Linked DNA regions of Zea mays: all the other regions are linked to region 3. A link is a contact called in public Hi-C data. All regions are on one chromosome and are shown on one strand. Each heading gives the region's core, a stretch centred on a gene start, on an enhancer-like site or on the middle of the called end of the contact. The rest is flanking DNA. Distances are from core to core; before and after follow the strand shown.

Region 1 (4,440 bases), core at 1,187-3,686, 450 kb after region 3:
AATCCTGGATCTGTCTTCGTGCGATGGGTTGACATGTTCATTCAGTTCTCAAAGTTCTTGTAGTGTACTGATTGTCTGTTGATCTATTCTGAATGTGATGATAGTACTTCGCTGCCTCAGCCTTCTGTGCATTGCCAGCTGTACCGAAAACGGCATGTTTTACTTAACTCTTTTCGTCTAGTTCTTAAAATCAGAGCATCAGACTCTTGCAAATGCAAGATTCTCGCGCGCATTTTTGTTCCTCCTCCGGGTCCCCATCATGCGCTGTCTCTGTATACAGTTGGAAGACTGGGTATATCTCATGGATATTCTGGGCTTGGGTTTACGGATTCAGGAGAGTGCCGCAAATTTTGTGCGTTTGCGAAAGGTATGAGCAGCTTAGGCAACAGCTAAGGCCACATAAGAGCAACTCAAGAGTGTTCCAAAAAATCTTTCCCCAAAATAATTTATTGGAGTTCTGCTAAAATTTTATTTTCCCAAAATCACGTTGCCCTATAACAGATCCCTAAAAATCTTTCCCCAAAATAATTTATTGGAGTTCTGCTAAAATTTTATTTTCCCAAAATCACGTTGCCCCACAACAGATCTCCAACAGTACATTCCCCAATACTTTTCAAACTAGCCACGTCAGCACATGTGAACTCTACCTGTCATCGATCTCATCTATGAATATCATCCATTCAATCACTGTCATGTCCATTAGTTGTTGATCTCTTTCTTTCTCCCTCTCATTTGACTCCGGGCGCTCTGCGTCCTAGCGTGATGTCCATGACGATTGACGAGGTGCACAAACGTCGTAGACTCGTAGTCCTCAAAAGCCTCACACATAGGGCCTGTTTGGTTCATCTTTTTTCTGACTAGCTTTTCTAAAAATCTAGCTGTGGAGAGAATCTGGCTGCGGGGAGAATCTGAGTATCATTACGATTACGTGTGGAGAAGATAAAGTTATTAATAAGGCTCAGGATCTAGAAAGTGACGGATTCCTACTATTACAACGACTCAACCGATCATGTGTTTATGTTAATTTTGGATGATTTCTGCCCCAACGAATTTTATAGAAGTTGGCTGAAAAGCTGAGTGTTTGGTAGTCCGCAGCAGCTTTTGGTGGCCAGAAGCTGCCAGAAGCCGAAACAAACAGGGCTATAATCGAGTGCTCCAGCAGCGACCGGTGAATTATCAATGTCCACGCTTCTCTGGAGCTTGCGCTTGCTGATGGAGTTGCATGCGGGGTAGGGTGAATCGTGAAGACGATTGGGGAGGATGGGAGACACGAAAATATGCGGGAGGAGGATGGAGTTTTTTCAGATACCTCTATTTTTTCGCAAGAATTAGAGAAGTTGTTGGAGTCCATATTTTTACATCTTTCATCCTAAATAAAGTTTTAGGAGCAATAAAGGGAAACTCTTGGAGTTGCTCTAAGAAAACAATTATTATGTGTGTGCGCCAAATGTCGTGTTTATGTTAAATCAGTCTGTATGATAATAAAGAAAATGTGACCAACCTAAGGGAAACTAGGTCATTTTTTTATCGAGAAGAAAATAACGGCGTGGAAGAAATTAAGGGTCAGTTTGGTTCACGAACAAAACTTGCCACGTTAAAGGTAATGCCATAGTTTTTTTGGCGGCTGTTTGGTTGACCATCACATTTACGACGCGTCACTCACACTTAGCATCCTCTTGCACATGTCATATACTTGTTTTCATATCAAAATTTACCATAATTTTAGCATCGATTTTACTCGGCACACTTTTTTGTGACAGCCACAGTTTACCAAATACCAGGCCTGACAAATTACAACAATTAAACAGACTTTAAACCTAGGTGGTTAGGTGTATAACCACACTTTTTACCAAATGAGTTGAGTTATGCTCACTTGCTACTTTCATTATACAATTAAAAGAAGATACACCATTGCTGAGCTGATTCTTTTACTGCCATAACAAGTGATTTTGCCAGCGTGGCTTTGTTATCTCCCTTAAAATTATGCTGTTTGCAATTATTCTTTTACTGCCATAACAAACTCATAAAAAATTATCATAGATCAGATTGGCCATCATAAGTTGGTAGCATCTTGATTTTGTAGTCTAAAGGCCATCGCAACATCTGCAGGTTTGTTGATAGCGGGGAAGTTGTCAATGGAGATGAATGATTTGAGTCTTTTTTTTTCTCGTGAAGCTTTTGTTGTTGGGTTATCATCATGTGTGTCATCTTGGTTGATACCGTGAATTTCGTCATTTAGGCACCCAAGAGTGGCTTCAACTTTCTGGTTCTTCAAGGATTTCTCCTTTGCTCTTCTTTGGCAGTCTTCAAATTCTGTTTGTTTAGTTTATATATGGTCTTGCGATTCAATGATTTCCGTCGGTTTTCATCCCTACCTAATTGGCACCCCTACTTGCACGTGCGTTCTGCGCGGGTCACGTGCCATTTCATCTATCCATCCCGCAGCTCTTGTCTCTGGCAACCGTACGCCCAACCGTGTTCCCGCGCCGCCCACGAACTACTCTCCGGCGCTGCCCATGACGACGGTGTCGCGCGCGCTCGGCTCCGCGTTCGCGGGCTTCACGCGGGCGCCCGCGGTGGCGCAGACCGCGACGACCCTGCCCTCCCCGTACGGCTCGTCGGCTCTGCACCAGCACTGGCGCTGGAGCCGGGCCTGCCGCACCCGGCGGTTCTCGTCCGGCCGCGCGGCACGGATTAGCATGAGCCTCCGCGCCGGTATCGTCGGGCTTCCTAACGTCGGCAAGTCAACCCTCTTCAACGCCATTGTGAGTTACTAAGCTTGCCTGTTTCATTGCTTCCTGTTCCTTGGAGGAATTCGTGTTGTCAAGAACTCGTAATAACCGGCGAATCTAGATGGGACAGAAATGTGTAGGTTATTTTCCGCTCTATATATGCTCTTCTGGATTCGTTCATTAGCTCGGTATAAGATGGAATTGTAGCCTGTATGTTGGGTGGATGTCGGTGGACGCCAACTGTTCGACATTTTGCCACATAGATATTCTTGTGGAACGGCTGACACTGTAGGTTTGTATAATTTGTAGAGTCGATAAAGTTCACATAATATCTTGTTCTTTTGTGTAGTTCTGCTGCTGTGCAAGTTGCCCTCTGGACTTGCTTGAGTAAAATGCTTCGAATGGAGAAATGTATGTGATATACATAGGACATGTTCTTCCAAGGAATGATTTAATGTTAGTTCTGTTATCAATATTTTTCAGGTTGAAAACGGGAAGGCACAAGCTGCAAACTTTCCCTTTTGCACCATCAGCCCAAACGTTGGTGTGGTGGCTATCCCTGATCCTCGTTTGCAGGTGCTCTCAAAATTAAGCAAGTCCCAGCAGACGGTCCCAACATCCATTGAGCTTGTGGACATTGCTGGTCTAGTCAAAGGAGCAAGCAAAGGAGAGGTACCAGTTTTGCCATTGTCTTCAATTAACCTGCAGGATACCTCCAACTCCGCTGAGCAAATGTGAGATGGTTCCAGATTAGTTTATACATAATGGTATTATGGTTGGCAATTGAAAACAGGGACTAGGAAATCAATTCCTTTCAAACATTCGTGAAGTGGATTCCATACTTCAGGTTGGTTTCTTGTACCCGTACTCTTAAGCTCTCATATATTTGCCAAGTTCCAGTGTCTGTCAATTACTGTGCGCCATCCTGCTGGCATCTTTATACTTTACAGGCTAATACAATTCTCCATCAGATATCCCTTTTTCGTCCAATTTTATTGATATGCGACATGTGAAGTAAAATTGGGAGCCACTCTGTTATCCTTATCCAGCACTGCAACTCACTGCTGATGCTTCATTGTCATTTCTTATGTGTTGGAGATAGCAAAATCTTATAGGATGAGCTTCTTATAAGATATTAGCTGTTGAGGTTCTAGGAATAACTAATTATCTGTTTTTTTACTGGATTCTCAGGTTGTGCGATGCTTTGAGGATGACGATATAGTTCATGTCAATGGCAAGGTCGATCCCAGATCAGACATTGATGTCATTAACCTAGAGCTGATATTTTCAGACCTTGAACAGGTAATTTGGTGAACTGATTTCCCTTTGTCATGCTATCACGCATTTTCAAAAGAAACTTCTTTGCTATCTGTAATCCTGTCCAACTGCTGACATTTGCATAATACCGTAGATAGAGAAGAGGCTAGATAAGCTTAACAAGAGTAAAACGAAAGATACCCAAGTAAAAGTGAAGGTAATACATACGAATTCTTTCATTCTGATGACCTTTTTGTTCTATGTTCTAACTGTTTTCACTACTTAGGAACAAGCAGAGAAATCAGGATTGGAAAAAATTCAGCAGGCACTTATGGAAGGAAAGCCTGCAAGATCGGTCGATTTAGCTGAGCATGAGAAAGAAGCTATAAAACACCTTTATCTGCTAACTATGAAACCTGTCATTTATGTTGCTAATGTGACAGAATCTGAT
Region 2 (4,820 bases), core at 129-2,628, 340 kb after region 3:
AGAGAATCGCCCGTATCTTCACCTGCCACAGCGAGAAACGCGTGTCGAGATCCAGCAGCGGAAGATCGTACTTCATTGTCGTCGACATCCGTGTGCCGGCAGGAAACCCTAGCACACCGATCACCAAACAACCAAAGCTCTGATACCATTTGTTATAAATGAATACGACACAAAGGGAATCAATCACAGAGAAGACACAGATTTAACGTGGAAAACCCCTCTAAAGCGAAGGGGAAAAACCACGGGCGCCGGCCAGCAACTTTTCACTATTTTCGGGTGGTTATAGATCGCAGGAGATTTACAATTGAGATAATTATCTCCTACGGCTTACAAAGATATTTATAGAGGTGAAACCCTAAAATGAGTAGGGAAACGATCTGTATGGCCCAGGCCTCCCGGCGACGGGCCTCCGCTTCGCTCGCCAACTTGGTCGCCTTCTTCAGAATTTGGATCACAAACTCAACAGAAGTCGCTTGCCGCTTTCTCAAACACGGCCCGCCGGAGGGCGAATAGCGCGAGCCGCTTCTCGGGCGGCTCCCGGCCGTCGCCCCCTCCGGAGCTGCCGCGCCCGCTTCCGCTGCTGCCCGGCGTCCGCTCACGCCACGACTCGAAGAAGGACGCCGAGTCGGCGGTGCCTCCGGTCCCGAGCCCGGTTGTGGCGGCGGCGCCACGGTGCTCCATGATGTCCAGCTGGATGCTCGGCGGCACATCGCCACCGCCTTTCTGCCAGCCGCCGTCGCTGTTGGACCCGAGGCCCGTGGCGTCGCGGCTCTTCTTGTACTTCATGCTGGCTGGCGCCAACACCTCAGCTAGGCCTAGGCTCGCTGATCCCGAGAAATGAGGAGGGGAAAAGAAGGGGGAATCCCGCGTGCGACTCCGACAACAAGAGGGCGAAAAGGGCGCCTCGAGAAGTCGAAGAGAAGGGTGACCCAGTTGCGCTGCACGACGTTTTCTCTCGAGAGATGGAATTGGGAAACTTGGGCAAGGAGGAGTCGAGAACTGTTGACGCCGACTGGATCAAGGATTCAGCGGCAAAAGTCAACTCGCCTATGGGGGAGTAGACAAGAAAAGGCGATCGACTTGGTGTCCTCGCGTGGGGATGATGGCGACGTGATCAGAATCATTCAACTAAGAATAGTAATGCATCTGATGGCGGATGGTGTAGTAGTGCTGATTGTACTCATCGGCGAGAAGAAGCAAATGAGCGACGCCAATCATCTGCATATAATAATGATAAATAATAAAAGGGGAGAATCCAGTTACAAGGTACCGATGGATCCGGCACAGCGAGAAACTGTAGATTCCAGCTTCTCAGTTGGACACAGTCGCTGCCTTCATTGCTCGATATGGTCACGAGGAACCCACGTGCTCGACGCTGGAGAAGGTGACGAGAGGGCCGGACACGCGGGCCGGCCGTGACTGCGCACGTGAGTGTCGGAGAAGCTTTATTCAAAGTTATGTTTTTTTTAAAAAAATCTTGACAGAAGTTAAAGATCGGAAGAGTGTTTTGAACTCTCGGAGATGCTCGTATAAACGCAGAAAATCCCTTTTTTTGTTCGCTTTGTTTGCAGAGAACAACACTAGGCGACTACTACTTCCACGCAATAGAGATCGACGGAAACGGATGGCAGAAAACAAACCGAGAGTCGTCCATGTCCGCCACCCAGGCATGAGGGTGAGGCATCCACGCCTGCCACGGCCACGGGACGGTGGGTCGACGTCCGCCAGCGCATCGGCGTTGGCGTGCAAGCGATTAAGCGGCATATGCCACGGCCACGACCGGATTGGTCCACTGGAGTCGACGGCGCACACCTGCACGCACGTCTCGGCTCGTTCCGACTTGGGGACACGGACCACGTCCCGACCTCTCGTCCTTCCTTATCCACACATCCACGGCGGACGCGGTGCCTGATTTCCTGACCGCTGCACCTGCACACAACACACGTCAGGCGGCAGCGGCAGCATCGCACGGAAAGTTCATTGGGCATTGGGCGACTCGCAGGAAGGTCGACTCCGGGTGGATGAGAACTCCAAGTTCCACCCGTACAAATTGGGCCGGAAGCGCTTGCCGGGCCACAAGAGGGAACACGAACGGAGCATGCTGGGCCAAAGCATGAACCCGAAGGCGAGGCGCGCGAGACGGAGGGAATAGGGATGAAAACGAGACGGATATAGCCGTATATAAGGTCATCCCGTATCATATTCTAATGTATTTCTCTCGGATACGAGACCGGATATGAGTAGTTAATATTCGGGACGGATATAGAACGGAACTGGGTAATAATCCGGACGGGTAAAAAACGGATAATGGATACTACTCGGGTAGGTACCGGATAATTGTCGGGTAGTTCGTCCGATGATATTAATTGTCCAACCATCCATAAGTTAAGCAATACATAATCATTTTTTGCGCAATATTAATTGTCTGATGTTATATATGGACATATGTTGTGTCTCCGTAAAATTTCACGATTTTTTGAGGCTATTTATGTATTATTAATTTCTTGTCATAGAAAATCATCAAAATACAATGAAATCCTTAAAATATTGTAGTATCGACCGAAAAATACAAATAAGTTACCAATACTAATAAATAGTCTATAAAAAGATAACCTTAAGTTCCTACGTGGAGATAACCTTAAGCCCCACATAAAAATGATAAAGTCTATTAATTTGATATAAATTTGGACATTATTTCATTGATTTTGGTCTAAAAGATACGTTTAAACAAAAAATTGATGTATTACAAAGTTATAGATCTCTTCAAGCTCTACAATTTTTATATAAACTTTATCTTCATCCGATTTCATATGTAAAAGTTATGATTTTATAACTATATTATGCTGAAAAAGAAAAAACGGGTACCCGTCTCCGACCCGAATATCCGGGTATTTTCCGGGTAGTGCTCGCTCCGTATCCGACCCGAATCCGAAGCTACAGTATCCGGGTATTACACGTGTCCATCCCGAATATAAAACTACCCGAATCTGTATCCGAAAAACGGGTATTTGTACTACCTATATCTGGTACCCGACGGGTATACCCGACCCGTTTTCATCCCTACGAAAGGAGGCGTGAAGAGAGCGCTGCTTGTGTTCGTGTTGGTCTTGCTGGATTTGAATTTGCTCTTTGTTTGGTAGGTAGCAAGGCACATAATAGTTCGATGACAAGTGAGCCCTATTGTCCCGGCGGCTAGCCGGATTGTGAGCTGGGCTGGCAACCTAGGACGACAGCTGCAAAGAGACGATACCTCTCGACTCGAGCGTAGTTCAAACTTCAAATATGCGGTCTTTGTTTCGGCCTTTTCCTAACTTCTCACCATCCAAACTGTTGTCGATTAAAACACTTAGCTTTGTTGTCTGTATTTTTATAATCGTTTAATTTAAAATCGTCTAAAATCAACGTAAACATTGAATCAATCAAGTTGTCGCGATAGTAGAATCCATCACATTCTAGATTCCAAATCTTATTATTTCATCTTCCTCTACGCGTAATCTTCTTGATAATCAGATTCTCCTGACGGCCAGATTTCATAGCCAGGTTCTCAAAAAATCCTCAAAACAAAGCTGAACAAACAGGCCCGAGCAAAATAAGCGGTCTTTCTGTCACATCCATATCTCGCTTTTTAGTGCCTGATTGTAGGGATTCTTGCAGCCTACCATTTAACTCGCATGTATAGCAGTTAGCTCTTCACTATTAATGTAGGATCCCACATGTGTCTCTCACAAAAGTGTCGGAGAGGCCGACTAGTCAGCAGAAGGACGATGAAAAGATCCGTCGTGGAAGGACCCACCCCTGGATAGTCCCAAGGCAACGAGCCCGGAATCGGGCGAGGTGAAGCCAGAACGGGGTCGGGTGAATCGAGAGAAAGCCACTCTAGTGCATTTCGCGCCTGACCCAGGATTGACCCACCATAAGTGATCGACCATATTAACTGCGTTTGGCACTAAGCCGCAGCAGGGGCAGGGGCAGTGGCGGAGCCAAGGGGGGCCCGGTAGAGGCCATGGTCCCTCCAAAGGCTACGACATATATATACACATTTTAAATTTTGTGCAATCTAAATATATATACTCTAAATTTTGTGCATCTAAACTCTATGTAGCTTAATTAATCAAAAGTTTAATATAATTATTGGTAATATATGATCCATAACTCTTTTGTAGTATGCTAACCAAAACTTAAAAGAGACAAACAAATGTAGCATAAAATATTTGTTGAATGGCTAATCGACGGTTCACACCGTCAAAACCTAATTCATCGAAAGATGATTGATCTCTGAACCTCATCCCTTTGCGTTTCGTGATTTCGTCTTGTCGTCTAGCTTTGCGGCTACCCATTGCCAATGATAACTTGACTTGGCCTCTGCCACATGCCCACAAACAGAGTCACAGAAGGCGATCACGCAAAGCAGCAGACTGATCGGGAGCAGCGCTGGTCACTAGGACCACATGTTGCAACAGTGACATCCGCATCTGGCTACAAAATTTAGATCTAAATATGAATTACTTATATACAGACTGCATTAGATTTAATGTAGATTATGGTCAACAAAGTCAAATAGACCAAAACGTTGTTGCATGTGCCTATAAATTATATTTTTTTCTAAATTTGACAACCATTTCTGATCTTTGTCGCCGAATAGCACAAACTACGAAATTAGATGAATAACCGGCTGGGTCTTCGTCTCCAGGAAGATCGGCAGGCTGCTCAACTGGATGCAGGTGCTCTCCGCCCTGGCCTGCGTCGTGCTCTCGGTGATGCGTCTCTGGAAGCAGGACTTCGGCGGCCGCGACAGCCGCAACATGAGGCCGGCGCTCCTG
Region 3 (4,454 bases), core at 672-3,171:
CATCTTGTAAGCAGTGTATAAAAACCATAGGAGTAAACGACAAATTTAACATGTATGTTAAATACAAAATAATAAGTACTATCACTTGCAAGCTCAATATGCTTTCAAAGTCAATGTACACTTTTTTAGAGTATCCAAAGAGTCTAATATAACTGCATGTCCATATTATGGATAAATTAGAAATGTAGTCTAGTGCGCCATAGTGTCAGGATTGCACCATTCAAACATTACAAGTTTGAAATCTTGATACATGAAAAGGTTGATCCCAATAGTTACATATATGTTTAAAACAACCTTTTTAGTTACCTGAAGTAGTAGGGGGCGAAAATATACCCATCTTCTTCGACCCACTTCATGCATTTATACTCATATTGAGTGTGAGAAAGAATCATTACCTAGTGAGGGATTTGAAAGTTGAAATTCGCTTGGTTAGCAATCTCATTAGTTCATAAGGGAGTAATTATTGTGCACCACCATTGATCTCATTGAGCTTGGTATAAGGATCAAAGCGGTCGGTAAAACACCTCTACTGTTTTCATTTTCATATTTATTTTGCGGTACGAGAACGGGAACAGGGTATATCGAAAACGAAAATGTGGGAACAAGTCCTTTCTTCATCTATCTGTCATAGGGAACCTTGAGCTTGCACAATGTTTTTTTAGAATATCATTGATCGGGTAGTGGTATTTCATCACTCATGTGGTCACCTTTGTGGTAACTGGTAGCCTACACTTGTTGCTACAACTATGTTTGGAGCACCACTAATTAAGCCAACTTGGCACAATAACAATGGTCTTATCTCCATCGTCTTGAGGTCATGGTCTCTATTCTAGTTTTAATCCAAAAAATGTCTACTTTTCTAATAGTGGATACCTTCATTGTGTGTATCATATAAAGGGGTAATCATTATGATTTATGGTGTGAACCTGACAAGCAGTAATGGAACACGATCTCCACTAACACCACACTCTCATGTTAATAAGTGACATACTCGGGTTGGGAGCCACCAAAGGGGGAAAATAAGGTATAGAGCCTCCACCAAATAAAATCAAGCCAAAAATTACTGGAAATGAGTTCCATACTTGGACAAAGCTAGGTTAATAAGCAAACCATTGTGGAGTTGAACATTCATTACAACAATATTTTACTCATTATAGTATAATATAGTGAGTGTGGATTGCACATGGACATTTTACTCAGGTTGGAAGCTGCTGCATTTGATTCCTGTAGCAATACGATCATTTTTGTTGGCACGTTGTATGAACTCGGATTAGAGTTATAAGGTCTTGTGTTGTTTCACAAAATTCTAGCTCCTATGCAGCTAGCCTTTTGTAGTAGTGTCGTTTAGATGCATTACACAAATGTCCAATGTGACTGAGCGCCCGCCTACAGCATGATTGTTGTCACCCTTATTGTAACTTTTATGTCTGGTGTACAAGTACACTAGGTAACTGGGATCACAAAAAATATTTGACACAGCACACTTTTGTGAGCGGTTCACTACACCAGAACGATGAGAGTACTTGATCCTTTTATTGACCAAGGACAGTGACACCACCGGGATAGTGTTTAGTGTGTCTCCACTGGGGCGTTGTGAAGACTTTTTGAAGCATTTTTCTGGGGTATGAAATTCATGCCGCTATCCTCTATTGCAGTATTGATTGACATGTTTTTTTTGCGTAAAAATATCGAGTCCGAGAACTGCCGACGGTCTAGTGGGCCGATCCCTTGCAGGACTGAGACTGACTAGTGGACCAAAATCTCAGTCCACAGTGACCCAGTCTTAATGTGTGCCAGGTAGGTCCACCGGCCACCACGAAACGTGAATGATTCGGCCCGAGAAAATTCCGACTGTTGCGCCGCTCATGTGCGCGAACTCGTTTGCTTTCGGCTTTTTTCCCCAAACCTTTTTCAGCCCACGCGCCCTCCCCCGATCGTTGCACTTGTACCCCAAATAAACTCCCTTCCCTCCATCGGTCCATCCATCCTAACAGAACTAGGACGCGCACGAGACGAAACCGCCGCCGTCCCACATGGCCGACTCCGGCGCCCTCGTCGTGACGGAGGCGCAACAGCAACACCCGCTGAGCCAGATCGCGGCGAGCGAGACGCACCGGCTGCTGCTCAAGCAGTGGGTCAAGGAGGAGGACCTGCTGGCGCGCCGCGTGGCGCTATGGGAGGCCTGCCTCAACGGCGCCCGCAAAGAGATCGCCTTCCTCTACTGCGCCTTCTTCGCCTTCCACGCCGCTTCCGTGCTGCTCCTCTTCCTCTCCTCCTCCTCCTCCTCCGCTGCCTCGGCGGCAGCGACAACAGCATGCAGACGGTCGTGGATCCCCTACCTTGTCTCGCTGCTCTCCTCGCTCACCATGCTCTGGGCGCTGTGGTACAAGTCCGACACGGAGGCCGTCCTGGAGCGCGTCCTCGCGCGAGAGCGCGAGGATGCGCTGTACCTGGCCAGGTGCGTCTCCGAGCTCAAGCGCAAGGGCCTCCGCTTCGACCTGCTCAAGGAGGTGGACACACTGCGCAGGGCCAAGAACCTTCGCGCTGAGGCCAAGGGCGCAGCAGACAGGCCCAGGAGGTGGCAGACTAGGGACCTGGCCGTCTTCGCGCTCTTCGCCGCCGCCTGCGGGGTGCTCGTGCTCACCAGGTTCTTGCTCTGCAATTAGCCAGGTCAGGTGGGGAAGCGATCAGCACGTGTTGCTTGCCTTGCCTTCTTGGCCTCTTCTCCTCCTTGTTCATTCTGGGCAGAATTGTTTTTCTGCGAATTTTGGTGCTGGTTTTATCTATTTGTAATAATAATAAGGAAATGATCTGATTGTAACAGAGAGTAAATGCTCTCGGTATTATGAATTTACGATGATACCTATTAATGTTAATGCTTGTGAGTTCATTTTGGTGGAACTGGTAAGGGGCTCGTTCGGTTTCCTTCCAATCTACATTGGAGGGGATTTTGAGGGCCTGTTCGTTCCTATCCTAGTCCATATGGGCATGTTTGGTATGGCGCTAACGCTGCCACACCCTACCTAAGCAGCGGCGCTCAATTTGGCCGCCACAGCGATGGCGGAAAATCTGTGGCGTGGACGGTGAGGCGGCCAACCAAACCTTAAAATCATTCCCAAATAACCCAAATAAGGCTAACCTGGTTCTGGAACTTGGCAGCATTTTGGTATCTCGGTTTTCTCCCTATCGAACGCTCCTTCAGACATTTCCCCAACTTCAGACATCTGATAGCACATTTCAAGAAATACGACAGAAATGTTTTAGATGATCCTGCTATAACATTTCTTTATTGAATTATCCTAAATTGAAAGATCTTGTGGAGATGCTCAGTTGCAATCTTCAAACACATATATAGCCTCCAGGAGTCACACACACAAGCCATTCTACTGCAACGCCATTGCATGATTACAGAAGATATAAAGTGTGATTGCAATCATATCACAACATCCACACACACACACCATCTTTAGACACAAGCATAGATTTGACTCTCAATCTACACTCTCAAGACAACCAGGGCGAAATTAAAGAAGAAAGAATATAAATCCAACATCACCACCAAGACATATATGTAGTAGTAGTAGTAGTAGTAGAATGGATGGATGGATGGAGAGACGTCTGAATCTCAGTCACACAGCCTCGGACCCTTGTTTCTTGCTGTGGAATGGCTGAGTCGGCGGCAAGGAGGCTCCGATGACGCCGGGCGGCGGCAGCGACATGCCGTAGATCTGCGCGCCGACGCCGGTCCGCTCTCCTCCCGGCCCCAGTGCTTGCCGAGGAAGTAGAAGCCGAAGCCGAGGAGGATGGAGAGGAAGATGAAGGGCAGAGAGACCACCAGCACGAACCCCATTGCTCGCCTCTGCCTCCTGTCCTACCTCAAGTCACAGAGCAGGGGGGTGTGGAGCGAGAGGAGCTGATATGGTGACTATTGATTGCTTTTTTGGGTCGCTCGTCGTTGCCACTTGCTAAAATCCCAGCAGAGATGCTTTGAAGCTTTGTTTTGCTTTGCTTTGGGACATGGGAGACGAAGCGGGGGTGGGTGGGTTAAATAGATGGGGAGACAATGGAAGCTGCAAAAGAATCCTAGGGAAGGAGGCCGGTCGGGCTGCAGCTGGAGCCTGCAAGAGAAGAAGCTTGTGAAGTGTGCTGGCTACTGTCTGATAGCGTAGCGGCAAGTGACCGTTGTCGTTGGTGCTGGTGTCCTGGAGGGAGGGGAGCTGGCCTGGCATGGCTAGAGTCTGTACCTAGAGGCAACGGTCGAGTGACGAATGCCCTGCACCTTGTTGTACTTCTGACCTCTTCATCCGTGGTAGCATGTTCCACCATCTGATTGAGATTACGGTTGAGCAAAGAACTCGCACATTTGCCCTCTTTCGCTCAGTCATTTCGAAAGGGATTGTAAATGCACAATTCACACGTGTAATAACGAGCTAGTAACCCTGATTCCTTAATGA

What was found. Hi-C and Micro-C count contacts between places; a contact is called where the count stands out from the background.
Region 1: a Hi-C map of ear shows a contact between it and region 3, with 1.7 times the contacts expected there. The contact joins the promoter of LOC100274056 here to the promoter of LOC103644129 in region 3. A contact is called at or near these places in 2 of 25 Hi-C or Micro-C datasets (ear and tassel).
Region 2: a contact with region 3 is called in a Hi-C map of leaf, with 5 times the contacts expected there. The contact joins the enhancer-like site here to the promoter of LOC103644129 in region 3. A contact is called at or near these places in 4 of 25 Hi-C or Micro-C datasets (ear, endosperm, leaf and 1 more).

The regions. Positions count from the first base shown.
Region 1 is chr1:290,802,050-290,806,489 of Zm-B73-REFERENCE-NAM-5.0, reverse strand. LOC100274056 reads left to right here and starts at 2,436. Exons shown (of 11, transcript NM_001353087.1): 1 at 2,436-2,765; 2 at 3,216-3,404; 3 at 3,526-3,579; 4 at 3,924-4,034; 5 at 4,144-4,206; 6 at 4,276-4,440. The coding sequence starts at 2,517. LOC100282761 (inositolphosphorylceramide-B C-26 hydroxylase) reads left to right here. Exons shown (of 7, transcript NM_001155667.2): 7 at 1-119.
Region 2 is chr1:290,916,324-290,921,143 of Zm-B73-REFERENCE-NAM-5.0, reverse strand. It overlaps the pseudogene LOC103645670. Among protein-coding and RNA genes, the nearest start is that of LOC103645671, 20 kb to the left of the region's middle. Within about 2 kb of position 1,378, at least 20 of the 20 cell types and tissues checked have an H3K27ac peak or open chromatin away from gene starts, as enhancers often do. A contact at or near this core is called in ear, endosperm, leaf and 1 more, where this site is marked.
Region 3 is chr1:291,252,961-291,257,414 of Zm-B73-REFERENCE-NAM-5.0, reverse strand. It overlaps LOC103644129, which reads left to right and starts at 1,921. Exons shown (of 1, transcript XM_008667326.3): 1 at 1,921-2,876. The coding sequence starts at 2,034. The coding sequence ends at 2,666. It also overlaps the pseudogene LOC111590125.